Linked DNA regions of Mus musculus: region 1 is linked to region 2. Evidence: chromatin contacts called from public Hi-C data. All regions are on one chromosome and are shown on one strand. The core of a region is the stretch at or near the end of the contact, and the rest is flanking DNA. Distances in the headings are between cores, read along the strand shown. Region 1 overlaps Cyrib (CYFIP related Rac1 interactor B). Region 2 overlaps Cyrib (CYFIP related Rac1 interactor B).

What was found. A called contact is a pair of places that touch in the nucleus more often than the background predicts.
Region 1: a contact with region 2 is called in a Hi-C map of bone marrow-derived macrophages, with 2.4 times the contacts expected there. A contact is called at or near these places in 4 of 484 Hi-C or Micro-C datasets (CD4 T cells, the N1E-115 cell line, bone marrow-derived macrophages and 1 more) and 4 of 9 other capture datasets (adipose tissue, liver, macrophages and 1 more).

What each region holds. Positions count from the first base shown.
Region 1 is chr15:64,036,653-64,042,307 of GRCm38.p6, reverse strand. All of the region lies in intron 1 of Cyrib (CYFIP related Rac1 interactor B), which reads left to right. Among named protein-coding and RNA genes, the nearest start is that of Gm25628, 14 kb to the right of the region's middle.
Region 2 is chr15:63,949,668-63,954,820 of GRCm38.p6, reverse strand. It overlaps Cyrib (CYFIP related Rac1 interactor B), which reads left to right. Exons shown (of 13, transcript NM_001360036.1): 5 at 4,694-4,815. Among named protein-coding and RNA genes, the nearest start is that of Gsdmc4, 40 kb to the right of the region's middle.

The DNA of each region.
Region 1 (5,655 bases), core at 133-2,632, 87 kb before region 2:
CCTGTGGAGGTGGGAGGACAGCCCATGGGAGTTGGCTTTCTCTACCATGTAGGTTCCAGGGTCAGACTCATGATCCTTCTGCCTCAGTTTCCCAATGCTAGGATAACAAGCATGCCACCAAACCCAGCACCATTTAAAAAAAAATGTGCAGAATATCATGAAAAGCCTTCCAGGGAAGGGATTGGGGTGAATTTATGTCTCTAACAGCAAATTGCTAACAGAAACATCTTGGGCAGGTCCTCTAAGCTGAGACACATTTCCTGTTCTGTAAGCTGAGTGGGAGGGAACAAAAGCCCTGGGGTAGTACCTTCAGAGTCTTCCTGGCCTTTCCTGCTCCGTTTCTGATTCTCAGGATCCCCCCAGGTTACTACTTTCGGCCCTGGGAATACAGCCATGTCTGGTTCAGATGAGTGAGTGTTCCACTCAAATCAGGATGCTTCAGTGGAAAGATGGAGGGCAATGGTAGGGATCTTCTAGCCTGGGGAGGACTGGAGGGCACTAGGTCTAGAGCAAAGGGGAGGACTTCTTAAGGAGGACTTCAAACAAATGGTGTCTGTGGCATCAGGGCTGTGTCATCTGTTCCCAGCTTTATGCAGCCTTAGCAAAGTGCATCAGAGGTCGAGGTAAAGGGAGAGGTAGTGGTTTATAAACAGGAAGATGTGGCGCCATAGCAGTGCAGGTACGAGAACTGTGGAAGCACCTAACGCATGCTGCATCTCATTTCCTGAGGACCAGCCGATGCCAGGGCCACGGTCTGCTCCAGAGCCCCCAGTACACTGGGGTTGGGACACCCTTTACCTCAGGACCCCCTCCCCCACAATCTTTGACACACTGACTGCCCAGGACTTGGCATTTGTAGCCTACCCAGTCATCAACCTTTCCTATGAGTGTCTTCTATGTAGCCACCTCGCCTTGTCCTTGGGACCGTGGTTCTAGGGCTGCTGCTGACTAGGAGTTACGTCATTGGGATGTGAGTGTACAGAAGTGGGATAAGGACTTCTAACTCTGCCAATCAGCAGCCCTGCAAAGGAAACCTTCTCTTAGCTCTCCTGCTGCCACTAAAAGGCTGGAAGTTTGGCATGGTGCCCAGTTCTTCTCTAAAACCCTAGTTTCCAACATGGGAGCCTGATACTCCTGCACCATTTTCAGAATGGAGGAAAGGACGAATGACTGCATGAACTGCATGTAGGTAATGGCAGCTAAGTTCTCCAGGGAGTAGCTGCCCTGGAGGTCGGGAGAGGCTCTTTCTGGAAGTGACCTTTCCATACCACTTGAGGTGTTTTGAAATAGCCAGTACTTCAAATTCTGCTTCATGTTTGGTCTCTGTGGTGAGTGATGGAGAAATACTTCCTGTATGTCAACACTGGGCTCTGGGCGGTGTAGTCACACAGAGGCCTCAGTCTTACTCTCTTTCCCTGTCAGCAGTGACCTGGGGCTCACGGGTCTGTGTTCATTGACTTTAAGTTTGGAGGATTGGGGCAGATCTTAGGCGCTTCCTATATTTGTGGGCATAGAGTGTCTATGTGTGAATCTTGCTGCTTCTCAGCAGGCAGCCAAGGTAGACCAGAACATTTCTTTTCCCAGCAGCCTCTGGGCTGTGAGGCCCTAAGCAGGACTACCTGGAGGTGATCATGGCAAGAGCCCATGGAGGTGCTTCTGTCCTAGGTGACACATGGCGGCCTGGCGGGAGCCTGGCTCTCCCTCTGCTATGTCTCTCTTTCTCATTTTTCAAGTGTATTTCTCCAGCTGGCCTCTGGATCTGAGGGATTCCTCATTACACAGCAAACTCACATACAGAGTTCCATCCAGTGGTCCTGGTTGGCTTCTGCTGTCTGCCTTTGTGTTACTGAGAGGACAAGAGGGCATGTGGGCCATAGTGGAGCTTATTTTGACTGATAGGGTTGCTCCCATGACTGCTGACCCAGACAGGGACCCTCCAAGGGTCTGTCACATGAGCCAGGTGTGGCAAGGATGAAGGGAGTAACCTGGGCAGGTGGATAGATAATGAGAAGGGTCTTTCTGTAGGAGGTCTGTGAACCAGGGAAGGAATGGCAGAGTCAGGCAGAGAAGGCAGGAGCCAAGAATGATGACGTCCATGTTGGGGGCTGCAGACTCTTCCTGCAGTAAAGATAGACTCCGTTTTGGGGCTCTACTGGACACCTGGTCACTGCTGTGCCTGTGGGTGCTCAAGTATCCTTGGGCAATCTGCATTGGAGTAGGTGTGGCTCCTTCTCAGATGCTGGGTCTGATTTGGTCTGTGAGCTTTAGCTGACCCTTGTTCACCCTCACGCCATGCCGAGTGGCTGTTATTCCTTTGACATTATGTACGTCTGATGGAACTCAGGCTAGGCACTGAACATACTCAATAGAAACAGCTGGGGGACGAGAGGCTTCGCTTGGTTTGATGTGAGCCTGGTCCATTTCTCTGCTGTTTTCTCAGCAGTCACCTCTTGTGAGAGCTTCATCTTCAGGCTGCCTACCTCATAGTTATAAAAATAGCTGCAGAAGTTCCAGGCTTCTCAGATCTGTTTCTCTCCCCCATTCTCCTTGGACTGGCTTAGCTCGGGTGTACATCTGAGCCTGGTGAATGAGACTACTTCATGCTGACTGACTTTAGCCTTCCTTAAACTGCTCAGCGGCAGATCAGGACCAAATAGCTCATCAGGGCAGGGGGAGATAACGCCAGTCTCTCCTGATCCTGCATGTGGCAGCCCGCCGGTGGGAGAGGGTGGAACAAGATTGCCCCAGAGAGCACAGAACAGGTTCACAAATTCCAGAAAAAAAATACCAGCTCTGCAGCGATGTGAACATTAGAGGGAGGCACCCACATTCTGTGGCCTGTAAGACAGCAAAGTCACACTTGGCAGTCCATTCACTGAACTACAGTGTGGGGGGCCTGCAGTCAGTAGAACCGGTGGCCCACCAATGATGTGAAAGAGGGATACCGAAGACTCATCAGTGATGCCTTTGTCCTGCTCAATACCTGGAACCAGGAGCAGGCACTTGGGCGAGAGAGACTGTGTTCTCAGTGGGTGGAGTGGATTAAGGAGCCTAGCTGCCAGATACACGAAGACTGCAGCCATGCCCATCCAGAGCAGATTCAATTCCATCTTTCAAGAAAGGAGTGCTTTCTTATAAACTGCCTTGAGTTTGTTTGGAGAGAGATAAACAGTGATAAAGAGCGGTGGATACAGGGCTGGCTACTGTGCCGCTCGGGGGCTCTGGAGCGCTTCCTCCTTCGCAGGGGATGCTTGGAGTCCATACTTCTCGTCTGGGCTGAGCTGGCTGATCTTGCACATGGGGATTTCAGGCTGTGGAAGACCAGGCCTGGTGTCCCTGTCTCTGTTCCTGCATTTCTCACACCATGGGTAGGTATACAGCACTCATGACATAGCATTGACCGAGGAGTGAGTGACACCCAGTCTTGATGGCTTTCTGCTTCTACGCACAAGGGGATGAGAAGGTGGCTCTATCTCAGATCCCCGAGGGACATTTCCTACAGTCAGCTCATTCTTCAGTTTTCATCACATCTTTTGTTTGTAATTGGTTTTGTTTATTTTGGACAGAGGATTTCACCCTGTAATCTTTACTGGGACTTACTATTTAGATTAGATTAGCCTTGAACTCAGAAATCTGCCTGCCCCTGCCTCCCAAGATTAAAGGCGTGCTCCTTCATACCTCCATGCCCTTGACTTCCTATGTATATTCCGGCATGTATGAATGTACTCCATATGCGTCCCTGGTGCTGTCGGAGGCCAGAAGAGGATGTCAGATCCCCTGGAACTGGAGCTATATGTGGTTGTGAGCCTCTATATGGGTTCTGGGAATCGGACCAGCATACTATGAAGAGCATTGAGCCATCTCTCCTGTCCCTCATCAGAGCTTTTAAAAGGACCAGTGAGTTCTCGCTTTCCCTGGACCTAAAGCCCTCAGTAGCTCCCTGTTACCACTAAAACACCAAGCAGACTCCAGGATCCTGTAGCGCAGCCTGCCTTCCTCAGTGCCCAATGCTTCTGCTCTTCCTCCAGTTCTGTAGCTCCTCCCCTTCCTTCTGTGCCAGCCTATCAGCCTCTGCCTGGCATTGTGTGCACCTCGCTCTGCTTCTTTCCCCATTTCCTCCTGTTTCTGATAGGCTTCCTTGCAGGTCACATCTTTTACTTATTTTTAAAGACTGGTTCTTGTGTGTACCTGGCTGGCTTTCAATTCCCTATACACCTGAGAAGGATCTTGATTATCGGGTCCTAGGCCATCTCCTGAGTGACAGCTGTTTATTGAGCACAGGTGGACACTGGGTTACACCTATGGCACTCTGGCTTGTTTTTGTTTTTTAATACAAGGTCTCTCTATGTAGCCCTGGCTATCTAGAAACTTACCATATAGACCAGGTTGGCCTTGAGCTCACAGAGATCCACCTGCCTCTTCCCCCAAAGTGCTGAGAACGAAGGCGTGCACTACCATATCCAAGCATTGTACCTGTTCATTTATGCATGCATATATCTACATGCATTGTATGTATATAGCTAGGCATGGTGCCACACACCTTTAATCCCAGCACTGGGGAGGCAAAGGCAGGCAGAGACTCTGTGAGAGCAAAGTAACTCTGGTTTATATTGAGCGTCGAGGCCAGCTGGGACCACAGTGAGACTCTGTCTTTTGTTTGTTTGTTTACATTATTTTATTACTTTATGTTCATTGGTGTTTTGCTTGTGTGCATGTCTGTGTGAAGGTGTCAGAAGCCCTGGAACTGGAGTTGCAGACAGGTATGAGCTGCCATGTGGGTGCTGGGAACTGAACCTGGGTCCTCTGTAAGAGCAGCCAGTTCTTTTAACTGCTGATCGGTCACTCGAGCCCCCAAGACCCTATCTTTCAAACAAACAAACAAACAAAGAAAAAGAACCCCATTTATTTTTGTGGAATGTGCATGCTCAGCCTTTGAACATGTATACAGTCTTGGGATGAGCGTTGGGGGGTCTCCTTGGCACCTGCTTCATGTCGGGCACTTGTAGGATGTAGACTAGAGAAGAAAGAAAGTGCTTGGAGGGGCAGCAGCTCTTGCTTTGGCCTCACTCCCACCACCAGAAGATGCCACGGAGTCAGGGAGCCAGTTGTGGTTTTGTTTTGTTTTGTTTTGTTTTGTTTTGTTTTGTTTTGTTTTGTTTTGTGTTTTCCCTCCTGTCTTGGTGAGGCGGCTGATCCAGAACCTGCTGCTGTCTTCTGAACGTCCTTGCTGAGAAAGCATGGAGTGGCTCTTAACTCATTGATGGGGATATTGGCAAAAGTCTCATGTCTCTGGACTCATTTTGTGTGTGTTTTCAAACCACCGAGAGATTTAGATCCATGTAAGCCTCTCTCTTAGAACTGACTGTGCATGTGAGAGGGGATTTGAAATCAGTACGGACTCGACTCTAAGCCCTCCCTCTCCCCCTCCCCCTCCCCTCCCCCTCCCCGTCCCTCTCCCTCTCCCTCTCCCTATCCCTCTCCCTCAGCAGCAATTCCTCAGGTCCTCCTGTCATCCCCTTTCCCCAGTCTTGCCTAGACTTAGAAGCCTAAGTGAGAAGGCCATTCTTGGGTCATTCAGCCCCAGGGCAGCCCCGTTCTGCCCTAGGCCTCCTTGGCGATGGATCCACTCTGGTGTGCTGTCCCTGAGCTCTGTCT
Region 2 (5,153 bases), core at 126-2,625:
TGTACTGAGCTGCCATGTGGATGCTGGGAATTGAACCTGGGTCCTCTGGAAGAGCAGTAAGTGCTCTTAACCACAGAGTCAACTCTCCAGCTTAAAACATTTTAAATGATACATGTTGCTTTTTGGATGCAATATAGAACTTTTGATTTGCTACTTGCTAGTATACCATAAAAGAGCCCTCAGTGAAGACACACTGTACCAGGCTAGAATTTGATCCTAACTTAGAATTCGGGTGCTGAGGTACGTTTTCTAGTGGGATCTTAATTTTATCTTATACTTTTTTTTTTTTATATTTTTCCTCTTTTTAAAGAAATACCCAGTTTTGAATTTGGGAACTTTATTGTTAAACTTCCATAAAGACCATTAGATAACTCCTCTTTAACTGGTAACTATTATGTACCAGATCTGCCAACTCTTTTTTGCTGTTTTAATACAGCCACTTTATTTGATTAAAGTAGTTAGAGCTATCATATTTTTCTAGATGTGGAATAATATTCAGGCCACCAAAGTAATTTAGAGCTATTATTCTAGTCATCCTTATTGGTTGAACCCAGCTTCGCACACCTTCAGAGTTGAACTATTACAAACATAATTTTGTATATAATCTCTGAGGACACTGGAAAGAAGCAGCCCATTCACAGTGGTGTTAAGACAGATGCCATTCTATGTTTAGCCTTTTGGGCATCAGAATGTATCAAATTATATAATCTCATGCATTTTAAACATAATTTGTGGTACTTAATAATTTATTATATAAATGAAAACTGTTGAAGTCATTATTCCCTTAACCCATACCTCCTTTACAGGTTTACACTTTAGTCCATGTACACTTAGAGCTAGCTTCTTGCATACTAGCCAGTAAGCTAGATAGGCAAAGGCTGTTGTTTCACTGCTGCTGTGGGGACCTTAGCAGTATGAGTAGTATAGAGAGAAGTGAAGAATCATAGACTTACTCTCATTTACATACTTACATTTAGGATGTAGATTAGAAGGTAAGAGTTGCTAGAATTGGGTGTTGGAAGGTGAATTGTAATAACTACTGCTCAGTTAGGAAGGTTACTGTGGAAAGAAGCAGCAACATGCACAGTGGTTTTAAGATGGATACCATTTTGTGCTCAGCAAAACATATTCTTTAAATACAGGAATTTCTCTTAAGTTCTATTAAGATAATAAGTTCAAAATTGTTTCATGGTATTTGGCAGCAGATATACTAATGACAGCGTACTTTAAAATAGCATACTAAAATGGCAGCACTGTATAGCTTCTTCTAAGTCTTTAGAGTTATCCACTGTCAAGGTTGTTAATAGCGCATTCTAATAAGTCTTTAGCAACTGTTATGCCAGCGGTTCACACAATTCTGGTTTGTAGAACAGAAGAGGAACTTGGCTTTATGCCATTTCTCAGCCTAGACGCTTAGTATTTGTTAAACTTGATTTATGTATATTATATCAAAGCAAATCAAAATAGAGTTTTTATAAAAATGGTTATAAGTGAGAAATAGAATTGTCTTTTTCTGCTTGTCTAGAGTGCCTTCCCATTAAGTCATACATTCTTTCTTCCCAAATCTTTTGTGTTGCCTGTCTTCCCTCTTAAAAAAAAAATTAGTACTTACTTTTAAGGCTAACTTTATTTTTTTTTTTTCAGTTAATCTCTTGCACATTTTCAGTACCTTTTGCCTTATTCTAGGGAAAGTCTGCAAGGTGTTGAGCTTATGTTCTGTGCCAGTGGGGTACAGATGCGTTTTGGTTCCTGACTTGATGGAACTTAGGTAGATAGGCTTTAAGTATTTACTGAGTAAATGATCGTAAGGTTGGAGCTGAAAGCTCATATATCACAATTGTAATTTTTATGTTGATCCCTTCTATTTCTCCTTTCATATTTAAAAAAACCCCACTGTCTCCTATTTTAGTGATTATTTTCAGTGATTCTTGGCTAGTATTTTTTAGGAAATTCTTCTTCCTGGTAGGAAGTTGGTATGATATGACTAATATATTTATTTTTGCCTTCAAACATTAAGAGCAATTGGAGCATGTCTTAGTTTCCATTTAATAGAATATACATTTAAGTCTGCTGAGCAGTGAATATGTCTTCCCTCAGTAGATACATTGTTTATATTCAAATGAGTTTGTCAGGCTCTGTGGTTTGTTTTCCTTGGAAAAATAAAGCTATGAAAAATCAAAGTGACAAGTCTTGGTTGCATTATATAGAAAATGCCATTTTTTTTTTTTAAGCAATGCTTTATTTTAGTCTTTTTCTTCCTCCCTAGTATTTCACCCTTTGCATGATTTGCTTTCAGTAAAGCAGTGCTTTCTTGTCTGCTCTTTCTGTCTGTCTTCATTTCTACAGCAGTCTTCAGCAGCTTTCAAAATTATAAATGTGACTTTCCTGTGACAGTCTAAAAGATGTTTGATCAGTGTGGTGCTGGGTGTTTTCCCCTCTTAGGGAAACTCGAATCTTCTCCTTTATTTTAAATTTCTTGGTACTCATTAAACCTTTACTAGTTATTAACTACTTACAAGGTCTCTTTAAATTTCCTGGATAATGTTTCCTTTATGTAAACTCAGTGTCACATTTTTATGTTACTAGCCTAGTGACCACACCCAAAATACATATTTTAGTCTTCAAATGATACAAATGCCTCTGTATATACTGGATAAAAATACTGTCCTTTGTCATGAAATCCCACCTCATAACTTCAAACTATTTGTCTATTGATGTTGTGTCTGTAGTTCCATAATCCATATGAGAAAGAACTGAACTTTCATTTTTGCATGTACAAAGTATTTCTCTATGCTGCATCTGGTGTAAGTATAAAAGTGATGGGTGTGCTTTTTATTTTTTATTTATTTTTTTAAGTGGTGTGCCTAATCATTGCTTTGAAAATATGGTCTGGCTATATATGGAAACAGTACTGCTTTAAAATGACAACCTGATATTTATAAATCTAAACATTTATCTACAATTCAGTATTTGCTCTTAGTAGAACGTTTGTAACTTTGAACACCATCTTTTATATTTCTAGTGGCTACTCTTTTAATTATTGTATTTTTATTTTTAAAGAGTAATTAAGGGAACAAATATCTAAACACATTTTTAAAATTAGCTTTCCACACTAATGCTTTCATACTGTTTCTGTAGTGCTGTCTTCTGTATATTAAATTTAAACTTGAGTACTATAATTGTTCATTTTAAATGTGTTGTGTATTATTGACTAGTTGGCAGATAATAGGGGATACTGAATCATTACTTACACCAAACATAAAATATAGAATTTAAGATGTTTTTACATTTAGTCTCATGTGTGAAATAAAATTTTCTTTTTTAATTTTCAAAGTAAAGGAACAAATAGGTATAAAGCCTAGCAAGCAAGATAAACTGAGTCTGGCCAGAAATACTCTGAATTCATCCTTTAAATTTGGACTATCTCTCTCTCCCCTAAAAATAACATGTTAGCATGGAAGAATCATGCCAGCATAGTTCTTCCTTAAGGCATTATTTTACATACTCTCTACCTTACTTGTAGTATTAAGTGTACTCTAGTTGGACAGACTCATGAAAAACGCTTTGCTTGAACAGTCCACTTTTTTGTCTCAAAATAGAAAGTATATTTAAAAAATTTACCCTTAGAGAAAACAAATGACCATGCTATTGAAAATGAGATTTCTGTTACCTTTTGTCTAGCAGAAAGAAACCCAAATTTTGTCACCTTTCAACATATGTTTTCTAGTTAGCAACACTGGTAGTAAAGATGCCCGTATGTTTTTACCCCAGTATTTATAACTGTAATTATTACTTCGTTTTCTTCCTCCTCGATCCTAGATATGTAAAAAGTCATTTTTCACTTTGTCATTTCAGAATTCCAGCAGTGATCATGCAGCTTAAAGTATCCGTCCTCAGCTGCTCAGGAGTTTTATAGTGGTTTTGTAGTTTGACCTCCTGCATAGGACCCTTGGCCCTCATACTCACCACGAGAGAAGTTTAGTGACAGTGCCATAGGCTTTGTCTTAATAAGCACTTTGTCCTCTCATAACCTCGTATGATTCCAGTTGTTAAGACATTTTTAAAATGTCCCCTAGCAACCTCAGTTATTAAAGCTAAAATGAATTGCATAGGAAAATGAAGTGGCTTTAAACTGTAGATGAGCAAGATACTTTAATAGATAGACTTCATTTCTATTGCATTAAAATAAAAAGTGATGCTTCATTTGTTTGTTAGTGACAGTGAGGCATGCAGTACAAAAATGTGTGTGATTATTAAGCATATCAGACACTGATATGCTTTTTTGTGATCCCAGCATTCAGACTGAGGCAGAAGATTTACAAGTTTAAGGGCAGCCTGGGATACATAATATGTTAAAAGCCAGTGTGTGCTATGTAGTGAGACGATTTTAAAAAAAACAAAACTGTAAGTAGTACCAGTCTAAATTTTAATTAGAATTCTCAGATTGGTTCAATATACCACAATAATTTGTAAATTAAATTAACATTATATAATAGCATTTATTTTTCTCTTGCTTCTTTATAGTTTGTATAAGTTTGAAATTTAGTTTAAATGTGTCTTCTAAAAGTATAAAATTTATATTGAATAAAATCTACCTCTTCTTTGGAAATTGAGTTGTTAATTGTTTTTAGTTAATACATGTATTAAAATATTCATGCCACTGTAAATTTTCTTGTGCTTTCATGCTGTTTAGATGCCCAGCCTACAGAGTCTGAGAAGGAAATATATAATCAGGTGAATGTAGTGTTAAAAGATGCAGAAGGCATCTTGGAGGATTTGCAGTCATACAGAGGAGCTGGCCACGAAATACGAGAGGTAAAGTTTATAATTTTTATAGGCATTTTATCAGTAAAGGTCAAATGACTGTTTGTCACCTTGGCTTACTTTCTGATGTTTTCTGGGCTTGTCCTGGGAAGTGTTATATTTGAAAGACTACTTGGCATTATTTCAGAACTGGTTACAGAACTACATGGACAGAGAGGTATTACAAAGGGGCAGTGCTACCTACTCGTATGTGATTTAATATGAGTTATAGTCACACATGAAAATTAGGTTTTCCTTTGGGGACTATTTAGTTATGTTTTCCTCTTGTGGAGAAAGACTATTGCTTTCTGGCTCCCTTCCCCAGGACCCTCCCACCTCCTGCTCTATTT